Regions from separate parts of the Mus musculus genome. Here region 2 is linked to region 1. Evidence: chromatin contacts called from public promoter capture Hi-C data. All regions are on one chromosome and are shown on one strand. Each heading gives the region's core, a stretch centred on a gene start, on an enhancer-like site or on the middle of the called end of the contact. The rest is flanking DNA. Distances are from core to core; before and after follow the strand shown. Region 1 holds the start of Ppme1 (protein phosphatase methylesterase 1). Region 2 holds the start of Chrdl2 (chordin-like 2).

Evidence for each region. Capture Hi-C pulls out chosen DNA fragments and counts their contacts.
Region 2: a promoter capture Hi-C map of pancreatic islet shows a contact between it and region 1. The contact joins the promoter of Chrdl2 here to the promoter of Ppme1 in region 1. A contact is called at or near these places in 7 of 39 promoter capture datasets (embryonic stem cells, frontonasal cranial neural crest, hippocampal neurons and 3 more) and 1 of 9 other capture datasets (pancreatic islet).

What each region holds. Positions count from the first base shown.
Region 1 is chr7:100,369,115-100,373,835 of GRCm38.p6, forward strand. Ppme1 (protein phosphatase methylesterase 1) reads right to left here and starts at 2,782. Exons shown (of 14, transcript NM_028292.2): 1 at 2,609-2,782. The coding sequence starts at 2,709. It overlaps C2cd3 (C2 calcium-dependent domain containing 3), which reads left to right and starts at 3,119. Exons shown (of 33, transcript NM_001017985.3): 1 at 3,119-3,382. The coding sequence starts at 3,328.
Region 2 is chr7:100,004,223-100,008,943 of GRCm38.p6, forward strand. Chrdl2 (chordin-like 2) reads left to right here and starts at 2,182. Exons shown (of 11, transcript NM_133709.3): 1 at 2,182-2,425. The coding sequence starts at 2,344.

The DNA of each region.
Region 1 (4,721 bases), core at 1,532-4,031:
AAAAAGCCAGCAAAAGGAGAAATTTTTTTAAAAAAGCTTTGAAACAGACAGAAATGAGATTTGTCAAATCAGGACTGAAAATAGAATCCTAGAGTGACAATATACACAACTCAAGGGTAAGTAGGGTGATGCCCATAAACCAAATGCTAGTCTCTGTCTAGACACCCAGTCGTACTCCCTGGAGCCCTACCAACTAACCTTTTAGTATGCCTCGCTTAGTAGCAGGAATGCTTAAGTCTTGGTTTTCACATTTACTAAAATAAAATATTTCCTCTGCCTTTGACATACAGAGCAAAAATACAGATTTCTAGGACTCTCAGGTTCCTCAGCCACAAGGCACAGTGGAAAAATGGGACAGTAAGTTCTCTTTCAGCTTTATGATTCTAAAAGGAAGACTCTCTTTTACTATTACCATGAGACTTCTTAGAAAGGCTAGGCACCAATAAGGAAGCAGAAAAGGAAATGAGACACTTGAGGATCACACAGAGAAGCATTTTTCTGTAGGGTCTGGTGACTGAGGCACACCTGTAATCTCAGTACACAGGTGGGTGAGGTAGGAGGACCAATTCCAGGCCAACCTGGGCTATAAGCAAGGCCCTGTATCAAACAAAGAAAGAAAGGGCATCTTCCTAAAGCATTATCTTTTCCAGGACAAGCAATGACCTAAATCAATAAAACCAAAGCAGTTACTTAAAAAGGATAAAGAACCAGCAACTATAAAATTGTTTAATGAGTAGATCTGCTCTTGGTATGGTTCTCCCAATTAATCATTTTCAGAAAACTTAAGTTTGATAAAGGGAGGAGCTGAAGTTCACTTAAACTTACCTGAAACATGTAGAGTTAGTTTTAAAACTAGCATTTAATATATCTGTACAGGTGAGTGCCAGTGTACTGAAAGATCCAACTGTAATTAGGAAAAAAACAGCTCCTAAGCGAGGTGTGGCAGGAGGATCAAGAGTTCAGGGTTAGGCTTGGCTTATAAAGTGTGACCATATCCCCCCCTTCCCCCAAAAAATTAATAACTAAAAAAAAAAACACATGAAGAATCATTACATTTATTTTTATACTTCAGGCTAATTTTCCAAAATAATGGTATAGGTCAGCTTCCAAATTTTCTTTATGTTAAAAGTTCAATCTTTATGTCTTTTCGAGACCAATCTTTATTTTATCTTATAACAAGCTTTCCATTTTACCTGCTATTATGCCTCCTCAGTCAATTTTTTTCTATTATAGATCATAACCTCTTGGATTCAGATTTTACCAATCATTTTAATAGCAGGACTCTCTCTCATCTCCTATACTCAGTCTTCACAGAACTGCATACATCTTTTCTTGCCTTTTGGTCAGTCTGTGGAAATTCTTGAAATATATCTACCAGCTTCTCTCTCCAATCCCAAATCCAACATAGGTCTCTTTTCTCTTTACCATCAGTAGTCCTCCAAATAGCCCAATGACTATCCAGTTCTCTCTGCCTTCCAGCAGCTCTTACTAGGATGTTCAACTATCACGATTTCTCCAGCAGGCAAGCATCCTATAACTATAAATGACACAGCCTGTCAGGGATCTAAATTTCTAAAGTTTCTTTCATTAGCTCAGCTTTTATATTGGGAGTGTAGCTCAGTGATGTGGCATTTATCTAGTTCTGGGTTCCAGCCTCAACACCACAAAAATTAATAAATGTTTCTAACCCACACACATAAGCACACACACACACTCAAGCCCTACTCCCTTTCCAGCAAACCATTTACTCCCATTTTATTGTTAAGTGGTTACTCCCAGTGCTTCACTAAGTCTAATTCTTAGACCAATAGATAGTTTCCCTCAGGTCCCATTTGCTTGGCAAAACAAAACAATTGACAAAATCTTCTTTGGTTTTCAGATTTTACCTCTCCAGTGCTTCCATTTAACAAATCCTACTCGAAATTATTTCTCAGTCTCTGGGATATCAGTGGTCACTGTTCCAAACTCAGCTGTCTTCCTCATCACACCCCCCCTATTTCCCTAGCCTCTGGGCTCACTCCCTTGATAACAGTCCCCTAGCCATGTTCTCTGTCTTTCCTTAGGCCTATTCTCCAAGTTTTCTGATTCACCCCCTCATTCTCTGAACTTGACTCTTACACTTCTGGAAACTTTCTCTAGAACCTTCTACTCCCTAGTCTTTGCCTCAGATGTTTTCTATAACCCTCAGGTAAAAACCTTCTTACTCCTGGCTCACTTACTTGATTCCCCAAACCCGTCAACTTTTCTCTCAGTCATTCCCTATTCCCCTCAACGATGCCAGATTTCTCCTCATCTCACTGATTCACTCTTTCTCCCAGACTCATCACTTCTAGAGTTGATTCCCGTCATCCCTTAGATTATCCTTTCATTTTCTCAACCTTGTCCTTATTCCCCTTCTCCAACAATGTTATCAGTCCTCCAGTGGACTACTCCCTTAGCGCCTCACCTAGTCCCCAAATCTACCTTCTACTCTATCTAAACACCTCCAGGCCAAGGCCAGCATTTCCTCCAATTCACAGCGTCCCTTCCCGTGGCACTCTGAATGCCCAGACACCAATCTCCAATGGCCTGGGCCTGGTCTCCTGGGAGAGTGGTACAAGTCACGTACCCCATCCGCATCTTGGCTCCGCTCTGACTGCCCCCGCTGCCGGGTAGAGGAGGGCGAGAAGGTAGGCGGCCGAGGTGCATGCTTTTTTCAAGGGCCGACATCAAAGGGAGGCCGCACGTCGACAACAGTGGCCCAAGGTCCGTCCCACGATACGTGCAGTACAACCGGTCACAGCTCTCTCCTCTAACGACGCCCAGTCGCCTTTGGACAGCAACCAGCCACCGGCAGCGCCGCCTACCGCCCACTGGCTCAGTAAGCCCCGCCCCCTCGCCGCAGCGCTTCCACCGGAAGTGCGCAACAGCCTTCGCACAAAGGAAACTGGGTAACGGAGTCTGCGGATCTCTCAGACTCCTATCAGAGAACTCGACAACCCTAGCAGGAAGAGACCTCTTGAAGGCAATGCATGCTGGACAATGAAGTCCTCAAATAGTGTATCAATTTGCGCTTGCGCAGATGCAGGTGCCCTGGTCCAACTTGGCCAAGGTAGGGAAGCAAAGCATCATGGGTGTTGTAGTCCATTTGCAGGGGCTCTAATTGGCGCCTTCTTTTGGCACCGCTTTCCGGGAACTGTTGGTGAAAGAGTGTTTCTTCCTGCGTCCCAGGCTTCCCAGCGGCGCCCGTTGCCGGGGAACGCAGGCGCCGTGGGAAGGGATGGCGGGAGCGTACAGCTTAGGAGCTGGCACCTGCGTTGAATTTGTGACGAAGGGCCCAGGCTCGGGATGAAACAACGGAAAGGCCAAGGGCCTGGGGGCGGCCGTGGGCGCAAAAAGAGAGGTAACTTTATTTCTTTAAGGTTGAGAAAAGCATAAAAGGGCTAAAGAATTCTAAGGAGACTTCCACCCGCTCCGGTTAAACAAAACAAAACAAAACAAAAGAGGACGGAAGAGAGACTAACTAGGGAACCAGAAAGTTAAGAGAATTTTTTTTTTTTTTAAAGAATGGAAAGGAAGTAGCGCCTGAGGGTCGATAAATGAGGCAAGTGAGGATTAATAGATACGGATAGGAGAACAACAAAATTAAACGTGCTCTTTTTACGACAGGGATACACGTATGTGTGTTAGAGGTATTCGGAGTAGGGGGAAGGGACATAACTCTGTCCGGAAAAACCTTAGATGGTGAAAGGGTGTGTGATAGAGGACATCGTGAAACCTGTAACCCAAGCTTACTCAAAAAGCAAATAAAACCACTTATATATATATATACCCTTCTACTTCTCTGATTTTTTCCTTGGGAAGCGATTGCGCTTCATAAGAATATACTGAGATCTCATCAGGAATCAATACAAGGAGTTTTTTCAACTAAAACAGTTTGTGTCCTGTAGCATGAAGAAAAAGATCTACCATAAAGCGCAGGGATAATTCGTTGAAATGGAAACATATGTGCATATATGGACTGCTCCTCACTTAGAATGACTTGAATCCAACTTAAATCCTCTTAGTTATCCAGCTCCTATAAGGGGGCCCTATGAACCCCAGGCTGGCCTTGAACTTGATCCGCCTGCAGAAAAACTCTTGGTTTTTTTTGTTTTGTTTGTTTGTTTGTTTGTTTTGTTTTTAAGTCTTCTCTAAATCTTTCAGAAAAGGTACTGACTGAAAGGAAAGCCAGAGTTGTAACTGATCGCTTCATTTACATATTATTCATCACCTTTCTGAACTCTAGTAAGATTTGACGTTAACATTTTGAACCCAGAACCAAAGGTAGCAGCAAACCTAAAAATGTTAGTCTCTGTCCTTGACTGTATGGTCTTGACAGCAAAGACAATTTAAGAGTGAGATAAAGAGCCTGCTGTGGTGGGCTAGCCTTTAAGCCCAGTACTTGGGAGGCAGAGGCAGGCAGATCTTTGTGAGTTCAAGGCCAGCCTGGTCTACAAATCAAATCTAGGCCAGCCAGAGCGGGTTACACTGAGGATCCCTGTCTCAAAACAAACAAACAGAACAAAAAAAGAGTGAGGTTAAGAATAATGTATCTTCTCCATTATTTTATTTATTCATTTTACATCCCAGTTGCTGCCCCCTCTACCGACCTCACAGAGTCCCTCTCCCACGATAACGTATCTTAACTGTGGTCAACTATGGATTTACAACAGTATTAAACAAAACTTCCAACTACGGAG
Region 2 (4,721 bases), core at 932-3,431, 370 kb before region 1:
AGGAAACTGATCTTCTTGCAGAAGGAAAATGTGTACAACGATACAGAGGTGTGAAATGCATGGGCACTTGGGGGAGGCGAGTGGTTGGTAAAGGTGGAGGGGGTAGGAGGATACTGGTGGGTAGAGTGGGTACAGAGTGGGTGTAGGGGGTGTAGGGTGGGTACAGGGTGGGTAGAGTGGGTGACGGTGACAGAAAGGAGTCAGGAGTCAAATGTGCACAGACTTAAAGTCAATGCTGAATGTTATACATCTTAATCATACGAGTTCCAAGATGGCCAGAATGGGTTCAAGGGGGGCAAGGGGGCATCTGGTTTGTCGTTGAAATGATCAGCACAACTCTTGTGGAGAGTGTGGGGGAAAATACATTGGAACGCCTGGACCAGGGACAGGAGACCTGAAGACAGGCTGTGGGAAAGGACTGTGAGTAAGGACTGAAGACACCAGAGCTCTGAGGAAAGCTGAGGTGGCAGAGACCCTTCAGGAAAGCAGAATGAACAGGGTTTAGAACCCAATGAGCCCACCTTTGGCAACCTTAGACATCAAGACAGGTACAGAGCACACATTAGCAGAGACGGGGGGGGGGGGGGAGATTACTTCTTAGCAAACACTGTATCCAGGAGGGTGGAGTGGAGGAGAGCTTTGACAAGGAGAACCTAAGTCAGAGGAGGACTGGAAGGAGCTCATGTTTGTCTTCACTCTGAGAGCCCTGAGTAGGGGCTTTCTTGGTCACTGGTTCCTCCCACTGCTCACTTGGCGTGAGGAGTGCAGCCTTAACCCTGCCAGTCAGATAACCTGGAATGGGGTGTGGCCTGCCACTTCTCCATCCTTACACCTGTCCTGGTCTGAGACACTGGTAGCTGTGTAAGAGATGCTCAGGAATCAAGGTCCAAAGCCAGGACGACTGTGTTTGCCCACAGTGGCCCAGCAAGCTGTGGATGGCGCCAGCACCTTGAGTCTGCCCTCTCATTGCAGAGCCTGTGTGCTCTGGGGTGGACAGAGCTTGTTCTTTTCTTAGGGTCCTATTAGTTCAGGAGCTCACCTAACATGAGGTCTGGAGCAACAGCCTGCCCAGGCTGCTGGGGTTCTGGATCAGCGTGCTCACCTTCTGGTGAAAGGACAAAGCTCTGACCCTGGCTGTCACTGGCGCATGCAGAGCAGTGGGGCCTCGCCTGTAGAAAGAGTTCATCCTGGGCTGCTTGGTAAGTGGTAGCAGCAGTGACTCCATAGCAAAGCTACCTCTCATCTGGGGATGATGCCTAGGACCACCACCTGCCAATGGGAGATTCCAGGTACCTGAAATGGCTTTCCTCCAAAGTTGAAGTGCTTTGATGTTCCAAATCTTATTTAATCCTTTGCGACATTTGCAGGACGATATTGAAGACTTTTAAAGTAACTCAAATCATTATCTTAGTGCTGGAGAGAAAACCTTTCTCCTAGGCGCTATGTGCAAGCACACAGACTGTGTTCAAAATGGCAAGTGTCTCTGCACTCCCCCACCAAATACCCAATCCTGAGATTCCCAGACCCGTACTATGACCTTCCCCACTCAGTTTCATCTGAAATCTAACTGGGTTGGTTCCCCTTGCAGGCTGCGTACCGCGGGGAGCCAGGGGTTAAAACCCGGGGCGTCTGTGGCCCCCTTCCCCCTCCCCAGCCCCCTCGTCTCCACTCGGCGCCTTGCCTGGAGCGAAGGTTCCCAGCCCTGCACTAAAGGGGAGGGGGAGAAATGGGCTTGTTTCTCGTGGCCAATCCACGAGCTCGCGGTGCCTCAGAGGAGGCGCCAGCATTAGGGCGGCCCAGGGCTGCAGGCTTCCCGCGGCAAAGTACAAATGCGCCCGAGCGCGGCGTCTGGCGCCCGAGGCGTGCACAGCGGCAGCGCTCAACCTCCCCCGCGCCGCCACCGAGGGTCTTGTCGCCCCACCGCGCCCCAGACCCGCGCCGGACCCCGCGCCGCCGCGCCGCCGCCAGCCAGCGCCACAGGGACACTGCACCCCGGTGACCGCACCCCGCAGATCCCGGTTCTCTAGCTAGCACCTTCTCCCTCTCTGCCATAGCCTTTTTCTTCATTTCCCCAACTAATTTCTCTCTCTCTCTCTCTCTCTCTCTCTCTCTCTCTCTCTCTCTCTCTCTCTCTCTCTCTCTCTCTCTCTCTCTTCTCCTCGTCCCCTCCCCACCGTCCTCTCATCCTCACCTTAGACCTCTCCTGTCCTTGGCTCCTCTTCATCTTTGCTTTTCCGACTCCTCAAGCAGCGGTCCTACTTGGTCCTCTGAGGACTTACTTGTGTCCTTATCTCACTTTCTCCCGGCTCATCCCGGGGTTGTCTGACCTTGGGACAAGGAAGGATGGTTCCCGGGGTGAGGATCATCCCCTCTTTGCTGGGACTCGTGATGTTCTGGCTCCCGTTGGACTCGCAAGCACTATCCCGTAAGTAGAAACCAGGCAAAGTCTGGGCAGGCAGGGGAGGGATGCGAACCAGTGGGATGTACTTTGCTGGAAGATGTTAGTTAGGACCTGGGGACCCCTTAACGCTTGCATTTATCCAGGCAGCACCTGCATAGCAGGGGTAGATGTTGCTCCATGACCAGTGTGGGCTGGTGAGTCTTGGGGGGAGAAAAGTTTGGCAGAGTTTCTTTCTGGGGTGCTGCTGGGGGAAGAGCAGTGTGCATTGTGGGAAGGGACTTTACTCCCAGCAGCCTGATGTGTTGAGTGTGAAAGACGGAAAGGCTGATGAGCTCCTGGGCTGAAAGATGAACAAAGTGGAGTCCATTATCGCTTTTGATACTCACAACACTCCATGAGGTGTCATCATTACATTTAATTGATGAGTAAAATCGGCAGGGCAAAGAGAAGAAAGTTTCCGAAGCTGGTAAGCTATCCAAAGCCAAGAGTCTAATTCCAAATCCTGCCTTTACAGCGTCTGGGAGACACCCCGATGTGGGGCTGTGAGACTGGAAGGCATCGGGGCGTGGTGAAAAAAGATGAGGTTCTTCATCTTCCCAGCCTCACTGTGTGCCAGCTGATGGGTCAGACACGGAGGGCACCTCACCATCTCTTTTCTAATCTATAAAATAGGAGCCTCTTAAAGCCGTTAAATGTATTAAATGACAGGGAGCAGGCAGAGCAGCTTGTATAGAGATGCTACAAGGTGGCCTCATCAAAGTGTATCAGCTGCCTAAGCCCCCAGAGTTTCCACTTCAAACAGTAGGTTATGCAGGACCACAGCCTCTGTTTCCTAACTGCCCCTCCTTATGCTGGTGACTCCTTCTGAACCTCCCCAATAAAGAAACAGAGCCCAACAAGGACAGTAGTTTGCTCCAGGCCACCAAACTTGAAGACCCAGGTCCCCACCCCCTAGCTGACAACCTTTTCCAGGCTTGGCTCCACCTGCCAGCTCTGCTTCTGACTGGCTACTGGCTTTGTGGAGCTAGTGAGGCTAGATTCTGTCCTGCTTCTGGGAATGGAAATGTTGCATGTCTGTCTGACGTCCCCTAGCCTGTCAGTGGCATGAGAATTATGGACACCCTCATGTCTCATAAGACAACACAGAGAGCTCAGACTTGGCTTCAATTCCTGACTGCCTCTTACACCTGAGTCATTTTTCAAACTTCTGTGAACTTCAGTTTCTTCATCGGCAAACAAGAGCTACTAACCAAGGTCTAAGGATGTGGGGGAGGACTAAAGGGAGTGATGCTTTCAGATGCATACTGTCAAATATTCAGTAAATACCCCCTCCTTCCTTAAGCCCTGAGAGTTTCCTCCTAGCCTGCCTGCTGTCCACTGAAGGAGACTTAGTCTCAGAGGACTGCCATGCCTGCCCTGGACTTGACCCTGGCCCTGCAGCTTCCTTTCCAATACCATTGCCCTGGGTGAACCACTCTGATGATGGCTCAGAAGTACTCAAAGCCCCCGTCTGCCCACCATGACCACCTTCAACAATTCAGACACCTCTTCCAGAAAATTCTACCTGGTGACCAGCTCCCTTTCTGACCTCCCCTCCTCTGTGCCTCCAAGAGCCTTCCTGTCTGTTTCTGTCACTAGGTTCTTCAGTTGGCTACCTCCCCCATAAATACAGAACCCCAGACACTCAAGAAAATGACTATCACTAAAGCGAGGTGGCCTGGCATTCTGGGAGGAGCATTAAGATCCTGGTGGTGTCATGGCTGAAAGAGCTTTCTCTTCTGTGTCTACTATCGGATTATCTCCTTTCACAGTTCATCTGAAGGAGGGTCTGCTACAAGGCCACAAAGGAAGGAACAGAGACCTAGATCCTAACCCAGGTCCCGTCATTTGTTGGCCGTGGGAATTGGGACACATCCCGTATCTCTGAACCTAATGATGATTGGTGCTGTAGGTCTAAGAATTTTGCAAGTCTCCTGCTGGTATCCTATTTTAAGGTCTTGCATGAAAGCTCTTGTCTTAGGGTAAGAGAGATCTCAAGCCTGTGGTGTGTAAGAAGTCCCCTGGTGACATCCAAAGTGCTTTTACAAATGGTGCCAACAGATGGGTGTTCTTAGGTCCAAGCCAGCCACACCGTTAAGTATGTCTAGGGCAAGTGAGCCGGGGTTTTGGCATACTCCTTACCTGAAGTCCAAGGATGCTCGGTCGGCAAAGGTTATTTATTCTCTCTGGCTCTACTTCCACCTGCAGATCCATACTGAGTCCAAGCTAAGCCACACTGAGCCCTAACTGTCTGACACTCACCACTGACTGATCCCCAGTT